2 separate regions of the Mus musculus genome follow, and region 1 is linked to region 2. Evidence: chromatin contacts called from public promoter capture Hi-C data. All regions are on one chromosome and are shown on one strand. The core of a region is the stretch at or near the end of the contact, and the rest is flanking DNA. Distances in the headings are between cores, read along the strand shown.

Region 1 (5,033 bases), core at 1,336-3,835, 830 kb after region 2:
AACTAAGAGGTGGCCGACTGGGGATGAAACAAATTTTTGAGGGCAAGGGCTGGACAGATAGGGTTACTGCCCTCATAAGAGAGACCCCAGAGAGATCCCTGGCCACTTCCCTTATGACATTACAAAGAAATGAGCATTGTATGAACGATGCTCACCAGATAAGCATTCTGCTTGGCCCTTCATCTTGGACTTCCCGGTTTCCAGAGGGGTTATAAATAAATGTCCTTCATTTTATAAGCTTATGGCTGTTTGTCAATGGGCCAGTAGACTAAGGCAATGTCCCAAAACTACCCAAAGAATCTATTGTATCAAAACTCGTAAAAGACTGAACAGAAACAAAGCAGTTTCCGACCAGTATCCGACCTCATAACCTAAGAAGTCTAAATCGTGCACAGCAGCCTCCTGGGGGTTTTATTTATCCTCTGGAGGGATAATTCAACATCTTGACTCTTTCCACTCTGGCCTTTTCCTCATCTCACAGAATCACACTGGCAATTGGCAAAGTGAGAAGCCTGGAGTCCCTAACTGAAAGAGAGCCTTCCTGCATCTGCGATCTTTATCTGAGAGTAATAAATCGCAACTGAGAAGTCACCCAGGCGGAAGCTCTCGGTTTACCTGGGGTTCTACCTTCCAGAAACCCAAGCGTCAGACCCGAGTTTCCCAACAGTCATCCAGGGCTGGAGTCACCACGCCAGCTCATTACCCTCTTACATCTGGTCATCACCAGTCTCTTCTGATCTTTCGCTCTCAGCACCCCAAATCTCTTTGAAATTTAAGCATGAGTCACTTTTGTCAGGTGTCAAAGACATTCATAGCAAGTGCACTGGATGGCTCTGATGTCCACAGTATACAAAGCCTTCTACATCTGATGATTGTGGCATAAAGGGCGTAACACAAAACATCAATACTTGGAAAGCATCCTCCGTATTTGTCGCTTTGGGGACAGAGGGTTCCCGAGTAAGGAATGGGATGCCAGCTACACTGGGTCACCTCACACAACCCCTAGACCAAGCCCAGGGAGACACAGGCAGGCCCGGATCCTGGCAGGCGCCAACTCCCAGAGAAGGGACACGCCCGCAGGCGTCCCGGACCCCTTACCTCTCTTGTCCAGCAGCCACATGAACGCGAAGCAGGGCAGGAAGCCTATGGGCCCCCAGAGGACCAGGAGCGCGATGTCCCATCCGGAGAAGCCATAGGCCTGGCGCGCCGAGTTCTGGATGGGGCCCCAGGTGTTCCAGACCAGGCCCTGGGCGAACGCGAGGAGCGAGAAGAGCAGCAGCACCAGCCAGCGGCGCCCGTACACCCTCCCGGGGTTCGGGCCCGCCGCAGGCAGCACGGCCGTCGCCTCCCGGCCCCTGCGCGCAGCCCCCGGCGCAGGCCCGAGCCCCGGCCCCAGCAGCGGCTGCCGCTCCTCCTCCTCGCTGCTCCAACCCGAGCCCATGGCGACGCCGCCCGCCGGCCCTGCCCGACGCGTCCCGGTGGCCGCAGACCAGCCGGGAGCTGACTGGGCGGGTGGAGCGGGAGCCGGAGCCGGAGCTGCTCTAGTCCTCGGCCTCCCGGGCGCGTCTGCTGCGCCTGCGCCGCCCGAGCCCGAGGGGAGGAGGCGAGGCGGGGTCCACCCTGCTCGCTGGGAACCCAGGAATGCCCCGGGGAGAAGCCCGGGACCCTACGAGTGGAAAGGGTAGAAGATCGCGGCCGGCTGGGAGACTGGAGCGAAGTAGGCTGAGTCAGTCACTCGCGGGTTGCTTGGAGGAAGTGCCCAAGTTTACATCACGTGCCTAATAAACAACTCGCTGACCTCGGGTCACTTATCCCAATGCTTGGGTCTATATTAGGCTTACTTTTGTTTTTATTGGGTTTCTAACTGCAGAAATTATAGACGGCAGGATACTGAAGTTTAGGAAGGTCTCAGGGTATTGTTTCATGAAGACCATTTGGTTTTGTATGTGTCTTACGCATCCAGTGAGATTATAAACTAGCCAATTTTCCTTCATACATATAAAGAGTTTTTTCTACCCATTTTGTTTGTCATGCAAACGGGTAAATAATATGGATTGTGTTAAAGTTGGAAGACAGTGACCTAGATCTCTCTCTTGGTATGTTAGCCAGACTAAATAAACGGCAAAAGCTGGAGATTGTGCATCTCTTGACCACATAGACATAGACATTCATTTGTTCAAATGCACAAATCCAGAACTCTGACAGCTGCCTGTGTCCTTGAAAACTAGTCATTTGCTGACATATCTGGCTCAGCAAATGAGTCACAGGGAACGCCTTCAAGGGGTTCGTATTCCCAGGCAGTCACGAAAACCAGCTGGAATGGCACTGATGCCAAGGGAACCAACAAGGTGGAAGAGTAGGCACGCCAGCCCCGGGGTCTCCTAAATCGCGAGTCCGACTGAGAGAAAGCCAAGGCGAAGATGGAGGATCCGACTAGAGAAGGAAGAGAAACAGCAGACGCTAAGGGTGGAAGAAAGGAGCCACAGCCCAGCCCACGTGCTCGCCGCCTTTCAGCTTCCAAAGAGCAAAACAAACCGGCGTGGCCACGCCCAGCGCCGTCACGTGACCGCGGCGGCGCCGGTTCCGGCAGAGGCGGAGGATCCTTCCTGTGTGGAAGCCGCAGATCCCGGTGAGCCCTCTCACCTGGCGCTCTCTCCATCCTCGGCGCGATAACCATGGCAGCAGGCTGCGAGGGCATCGCGCCCCCGACCCTGGGCGAGAGAACTGTGGGGGAGGAAGGTAGGTGCGAGCCAGGGACGCCGAAGTGCCTCCGAGCGGTGCGGATGGGCGCGGCTCCATCCCAAGTCTCGCCCGCGGCGTGTTAGGCCTGGGAGAAAGTGACTTTTTAGAGCATGTGGCTTCTTAACGTCGTGCGGATCAGTTTTCTGATCTATCGGGACAAGTACCACTGTGGAGTAAGAAGTTCCTCTGAGGACTCCAGGATCGCTGGCCTCTGAGGGAATTTTGTGGCAATTCTCTTGTCTCTGTTGGGATTCCAGGTGTATGCGACCATAACTTTTTATGGAGGTCTCTGGGGAGTTCGCCAGACTTGTGCACCAGGGGTTTTTACTTGACAGTCCATCTCTCCTGTCCCAAATCATTCTCTCATTTTTTAAAAAACCAATTTATCTTCCTGATAATGTGTCCTGTATCCTATTTTATGCCTCTCTTATCCACCATTCAACAGCAAAAGTGACACGTAAGATTCTTTAATAATTTGTATTGGACTTAGAACCTCCACTAAAATCCAAGCTCCAAAAACCGTGACCTACACAAAAATTTAATTTGGGGTCTGTTGTGTTTTATAAAAATAAGGAGAATATGTTTGGTGGATGTGTAGTCAGGTGTTGGGGAAGGGGGTGCCTCCGCTCCGCGGGCCCATGCTGAGGCATCCCTTCCCCTTGAGGGACCAGCCACACAAAGGTATAGTAGAGAATAGAGTTTCTTCAGGGTATGGGAGCGGAGTTGAGCGAGTAAAGGCAGAGAGAGAAGAGGAGTAGAGGCCGGCCATGAGCACGTGGAGGGGGGAGGGGAATGGAGAAAGGTTAAGGAGCAAGGGCAAGAGAGCAAGAGAAAGAGGAGGGGCAATCAGCCCCTTTTACCATGAGTCAGACACCTGGCTGTTGCCAGGTAACTGTGGGGCGGAGCCTGGAGAAAATGCCCACTGGGTCTGTTGAGGTCTCTAAGCATCTCTTCTGTTTGTACATTCTTAAACATTTTTAATTAGCCATAAAATGTGGGTTTCGTACGTTCTTGACTGGTCGATTCCCTTTCCATCATACTTGTACCCATCTTGCAGGTTCCAAATATCTCTAACCCTTGCATATTCTACTAGATGTTAAGCGCTTTGTGGAAATAACCTGTGGTGGTTTGAATAAAAACGGCCCCATAGGCTCATCTACTTAAATGTTTGGTCCCCAGTTGGTGGAAATCTGGGAAGGATTAGAAAATGGCCTTGCTGGAGGTGTGTCACTAGGGGTAGTAGGCTTTGAGGTTTCAAAAGCCCGTGCCATTCTCAGCGCTCTCCACTGCCTGCTTGTGGACCAAAATGTAAGTTTTCAGCTATTGCTACAACTTCATGCTTGCCTGACTATTGCTATGCTCCCTGCCATGATGGATCATGGATGCTAACTGTCTTAGAGTTATCATTTCTATGAAGAGACACCACGACCAAGGTAACTGTAATAAAAGGAAACATTTATTTGGGGCTGGCTTACAGTTTCAAAGGTTTAGACCATTATCATCATGGTAGGAAGTATGGCAGCCTTTAGGCAGGCATGGTGCTGGAGGAGCTGAAAGTTCTACAGCTTGATCCCGAAGAGAGTCAGGAGGAGACTCTCTTCCACACTGGGCAGAACTTTGAACCCTAGAAGATTTCAAAGCCCGCCTACACAGTGACATACTTCCTTCAACAAGGCCGTATCAGGTAAACTCTTGCTTCATAAGTTGCCTTGGTAATGGCATCCTTACAAAACTAAGACCGAAGTTGGTACTAGGGGAAGGGTATTTCTGTGACAGACCTGACCACACTAGTTTTGGGGGAATGTAGAAGACTTTGGGACTTTGTGTGTGTAATCGTGGCATTAGGAAAGTAATAAGACATTTCATTTACCACTGTGTGTCCAGTAGCACATAACAGTATCAGGCATGTAATAAGTATGCTGAGTGAATGAATAAGGGGTCCCAGCCAGGTAAGGTATTGCATACCTGTACCCCATAACATAAGAGAGTGGATGAGGAACTCAAGGTCGTTTTTGGCCACATAGCAAGTTTGAGGCCAGCCTAGACATAAACCTTCTCTCAAAGAAAATGAAGAAGGGGCCAGTGAGATAGTGGGTAAAGTGCTTACCCTGCATGGCTGGCAACCTGAGTTTGAACACCCACCCATGCCAGAACACACGCACAGTGGGTTGGCCTAAGGCTGCCTCTATTCTCATACTAAGTGCTGGCTAAATGGAGTCAGCACATAGACCCAGATGCCTGCAGCCAATAGCTGGGGAGAAGAGAGGTAGGCGGGACTTAGGTTTCCTAGG
Region 2 (4,691 bases), core at 2,033-4,532:
CTGCCCCTCCCCCAATCCTGGGCCTCTGGGTTTGGGAAAGGCCTGGTTTGGAAGGGAAACTTGAGCCCTTTCTTCAGGGCCTGATGGGAAGATAAGTTGCAGTGTGTGGAGCTTCTCAAATCCAGCTCTGTGTGCACAGCAGGCTGAGTGGTCACACCTCCGGTGAACCTCAGCTGGTAGCAGGGCTTTCCAAGGTCAGAGGATGCTAAAGTGCCTTAGGAGAAGGTGAGGGACCATGGTTAACAAAAAGAATGAGTTCATTTACTATGTAAGCGGTGCTTTTGATCTCTACAGAATGCCACCCATGCCTTGCCTTCGCTGGGCTTTGGGCTGCAGGGAGCTAGAAAAGAGTTGGCTTTCTACAGCTACGGAAGCAGAGACAGTGTAAACGACTTGCCCAAGTTCTCAAGGGTGCTCGTGACAAAGAATGAGAACTTTCCTGTTTCTTGGTTCCAACCCGCACCAAAATAGCATCCAATGGGACCCACAAGGAATGGCATCCCAGGCTGAACCTCCCCCCTCCCCATTGCCCTCTTTCAGAAGCCAGAGAACTGGGCCTCTCCCCTTGGCTTGCTTGTGCCTCGGCTTATCTGTCAGAAAAGGAACTTTGATCCTTCTCTCACAAACTCCTCTCTGCTCCGGAGCTTACCCGGAGGGACAGAAAAGAGTGCTGAATCAGGAATTCAATACTACATACTCACTTTATCATTCACCCTTTTCCTGAGAAGGGGAGAACAATCGAAGACAGACATTTCTGAGTGCATCTTTCTTTAAAGTCCTGGGGGTCCTTCTGTTCCATGTGTGCACATGGAACCTGGTGCCCAGGGTGAACAGCAGCTTGAGACCTTATCAGCGCCACATGGCAGGAACCCTGAACTCAAGCTCTGGGGCACCTTTGCTCTTATGGAGGGAGTAGGGCATAGCCACACCATGGGGGACAGGGTATCAAGGTTATCAAGTGGTGCTTAAAAGGATCACTTCTGCCTCCCTTCCTTTACCCCTCACCCCATCTTCATATACTGCTGGAAAGTCCTCATTAAGCCCAAACAGAATCATTCCTCTGTGTGTGTATGTGTGTGTGTGTGTGTGTGTATCTGTGTGTGTGTGTATCTGTGTGTGTGTCTGTGTGTGTGTGTATCTGTGTGTGTGTGTATGTCTCTGTGTGTGTCTCTGTGTGTGTGTCTGTGTGTGTGTGTGTGTCTGTGTGTGTGTCTGTGTGTGTGTGTGTGTCTGTGTGTGTGTGTATCTGCGTGTGTGTGTCTGTGTGTGTGTCTGTGTGTCTGTGTGTGTGTATCTGTGTGTGTGTGTCTGTGTATCTGTGTGTGTGTGTGTATCTGTGTGTGTGTGTGTGCGTGTATCTGTGTGTGTGTGTGTGTGTGTGTGGCTTTGGGTCATCTTCAACAGGGAATTGACCTTAATATTCCTCAGCTGCCACCCAGCTGAGCCAGCTGTGCCCACAGCAGTCTCTGTCCATGGATTACCCAGCTCATAAAGAGTACAGGGATATCCTGGAGGAAGCCTAGCTGGTGACAAGCTTCAAAAATAAGACTTAAGTAGAAGGGGCCCTGTGGACAGAGCACAGATGTCATCTAGAATAAGTGTAACCAGGGAAGCGGGTAAAGTGCATGTCTCCAACCCCTGCCATTGATGGGTGCAGTACCACTCCTCACAGGGAGCCCAGTCTAGCCAAGACCAGCTGAGGCTGCCCATCCTGGAAGCAAGGACAGTCTGTTAGCCCTTCCTCAGCCAAGCCACAGGAATGTGGCCAGAGCCCTGGCTGGAAAATCCCCTCCTCCCTCTGAACTTCCTCCTCCAGAGCGGAAATGAAGGATGAGGACAGGAAGGGGCTTAGGGGGAGGTGCCTTCCATCCTCTCCCCCAAAGAGTAGTAAAAACACTGCCCGGTGATTGTCATTCAGCCAGCAGCTTCTTATCTAAGTCCTGAGTGGTTTTCCCACAACGTTTGAAAGTCCAGTCTCATTGGTACTCAGGGGTTTTCTGTTCAGTTCCACCCAGCCTGCAGTGCCATTCTCCTTTGTCCACAAGAGACCCTCCCCCAGTTGAAAGTCCAGTCTCATTGGTACTCAGGGGTTTTCTGTTCAGTTCCACCCAGCCTGCAGTGCCATTCTCCTTTATCCACAAGAGACCACCCCCCTAGTATTGTACCCACCCCCAGCATTTTCTGAGCTCTACTGTAACATGGAAGAAGGAACTTGCTGCCAGCATCAAGCAGTGGCCACTGCAGGAATTCATAGGCCTGCCTTGAGGAGGTACCCCAAAAGCCCCTGACTGAGTCCCAGCCTCCGTCTCAGAGAGACTATGCCAGTGGCTGACTCTGAAGCCCTCAATTGGCTAGGCCTGACCCAGTGCAAAGGCAAGCCTTAGAAATCTAAGGCCATAAACACCGTTCAGTCCATGAGTCCAGAGGTCCAGAGGGCCCAGTCTTCTCCTCCCTCTGTGTGAGGCCTTTACCTTTGCAGAGAGCCTTTGGAATGTAGAACATTTAAAGGAGAGAATCAAAGCCCAGTGTGGGCAAAGGGAATTGAGAGCCTAGGCCCTGCTAAGTGGCCTTAGTCCTGGCAGTGTCTGGGGCTGCAGTTGGGAGCAGTCACTAGCTCCCTGGCCTGGCCATCCATCCTGCCAGCGACTGTTCTAGCCACCTGATTTATCAGGTCCATCCAGCAGGCTCTCCTTCTTTGGTACTCCCCTGGAGGAAGGGCCCACTGCAGGCGCCACTTGGCGGGCACAGAGGGCCTCTGGGTGGAACGTAGGGGTGGGTGGGCCAGCTAGGGTCAAGGTAGGGTTCTGACTGAGGGCCTCCCCTACTCAGCTCCTCAGATAGCCACTCACTGATGTTTGTGTTCCTTTTTTTTGTTCCAGATGCTCAGACCAGTGAGAACACCAAGGCCCCGGAGATGAAATCCCGGAGACCCAAGAGCTCTCTTCCCCCTGTGCTAGGAACAGAGAGTAAGTGCTGCGCGCTGGGCTTTACCATACAAAGGCAGGAGTGGTGGCAGAGTCCCAGCTTCCTGGTCACCAGCTCTGTCCTGAACTCCTTGGGGACAAGCTTCTGCCCATCTCCCTGAGTGCCCTATGTCCCCCTGACTACTAAGCCAAATTACCTTTCCTCAAACCCCTGCCAGTCTCTCTTCACCCCATCCACAGCCTGCGTATGTTACCCGTGGTCTTCATCTTCCTGACCACAGCCCTTTCCACCTCCCACGTCACTTTCGGTTGGCACTTAAACCCCTGTGGGGACTGTCCTTCTTCTTTAAGTTGATTCTGTCCTGTCAAGGGAGCCTTCCTAAATTGTTACTCTGCCCTTATGACATCATCGGGAATGTCCAAAGGTCCTCAGTGCCCACAGACTCCCACAAGTGAGCCTCTCATCTATTGTGTATGCACAGGTGCTGTCCCCTGTGCACCCTGACTGCCACCTCTCTCCATGTTCTGCTGTGCTCCCTCACAGCTATGCCACACAGAGCTCCTCACTGCGCTCTGGGGAGCTCCATGGAGCAGTTATAAAATATAGCCTACATAATCAAACTATAATACCTATCAAATAAAATTATATAATAGATAGACACCTAAAGCTCTCAAAGGCCGTAATACAGCCCTGCCTTCTGCTGTAATTACTAGTGCGATTTTATTAGCCGAACTACTTTCTGACATTCCCAGTTTTTATAGGGCACAGAGTTGCTTGGACATCCCCAGAACACTCTAAGTTTTAAAATAAACTTTTTTTAACAGAAAGCCAGGCGTGAGGCACGCTTGCAATCCCAATATTTGAGAAGCTAAGGGGAGGCCAGCCTCGGCTACATAGTGAGTTCTACGCTAATCTGAGATTCAGAGTGAGACTCAAAAAAAGTAAGATTAAGAAAAACCAACTAAACAACAACATCAACATCAGAAGAGAAGCTCTCGCTTCTGCTAGTGGAGGACAGTGATGGGTCTCACTGTTCGGAAGAGCGCTTCCCTTTAGTTATCAGACAGTGGTTTATGGCTGCTTTATTCTTTTCTTTGTAAAAGCAGTGCTTTTGCCTTGCTGGTGCTGAACTCTTGGAACACAGCTCATCAGCCTGAGGTCAGAAGTCCTCAGCCTTCATGGAGGGGTAGCCAAAGTGGATTTATAATTTCTCCTAGATGTTTACACAAAGTGAGACCCACTCAGACAGCAAAGGAGCCACGACTGCTCAGAGCAGACTTTAATAAGCTGTTAAGAGCCCAGGCACAGCCGTAGGGACCCAGGAGGAGTGAGTTAGTAGTGTTACTCTCCAGAACTGTTGCCTGGGCCTTGCTGTGCTACCTATGGGAGACCATGAGAGGGGAGATGTTGTGACTTGCTCAGTGATGAGGCTGCTCACCTGACAGGGACAGAGGTCCAGCCACCTCCCGTCTTCAGGTCTGGAACATCCTTTAGGTCTGTGCGGTCCCAAGGAAGGTGAGGCAGGGTCAGAGCAGAACTGTGGGAGAAAAACAAGTGCCATGAGGCTGGGAGACAAAGCAGACCAGCTCTGGGCACTTTGCCCCGCAGAGCAGAGTCCTTGGAAAACCCCAGCCAAGTTGTCCTCATCCTACTGGCAGCTATAGCTGGGGATTAGATTCACCTGGAGAACATGGAAACCACCCCGCCCAGGCTGCCCCCAGACCAATTAAACAGAAACTCAAGGGTGGCAGCTGGATTTCCGTGGT

What was found. Promoter capture Hi-C pulls out the DNA fragments that hold promoters and counts their contacts.
Region 1: a contact with region 2 is called in a promoter capture Hi-C map of liver, with 3 times the contacts expected there. The contact joins the promoter of Hspbap1 here to the promoter of 1700119H24Rik in region 2. A contact is called at or near these places in 1 of 39 promoter capture datasets (liver) and 1 of 115 datasets of contacts at active chromatin or transcription factors (pancreatic cancer cells).

The regions. Positions count from the first base shown.
Region 1 is chr16:35,767,801-35,772,833 of GRCm38.p6, forward strand. It overlaps Hspbap1 (Hspb associated protein 1), which reads left to right and starts at 2,586. Exons shown (of 8, transcript NM_175111.3): 1 at 2,586-2,739. The coding sequence starts at 2,676. Slc49a4 (solute carrier family 49 member 4) reads right to left here and starts at 1,570. Exons shown (of 9, transcript NM_153550.4): 1 at 1,099-1,570. The coding sequence starts at 1,441.
Region 2 is chr16:34,936,047-34,940,737 of GRCm38.p6, forward strand. It overlaps 1700119H24Rik (RIKEN cDNA 1700119H24 gene), which reads right to left and starts at 3,283. Exons shown (of 3, transcript NR_040536.2): 1 at 3,122-3,283; 2 at 702-720; 3 at 1-214. It overlaps Mylk (myosin, light polypeptide kinase), which reads left to right. Exons shown (of 32, transcript NM_139300.3): 18 at 2,880-2,966.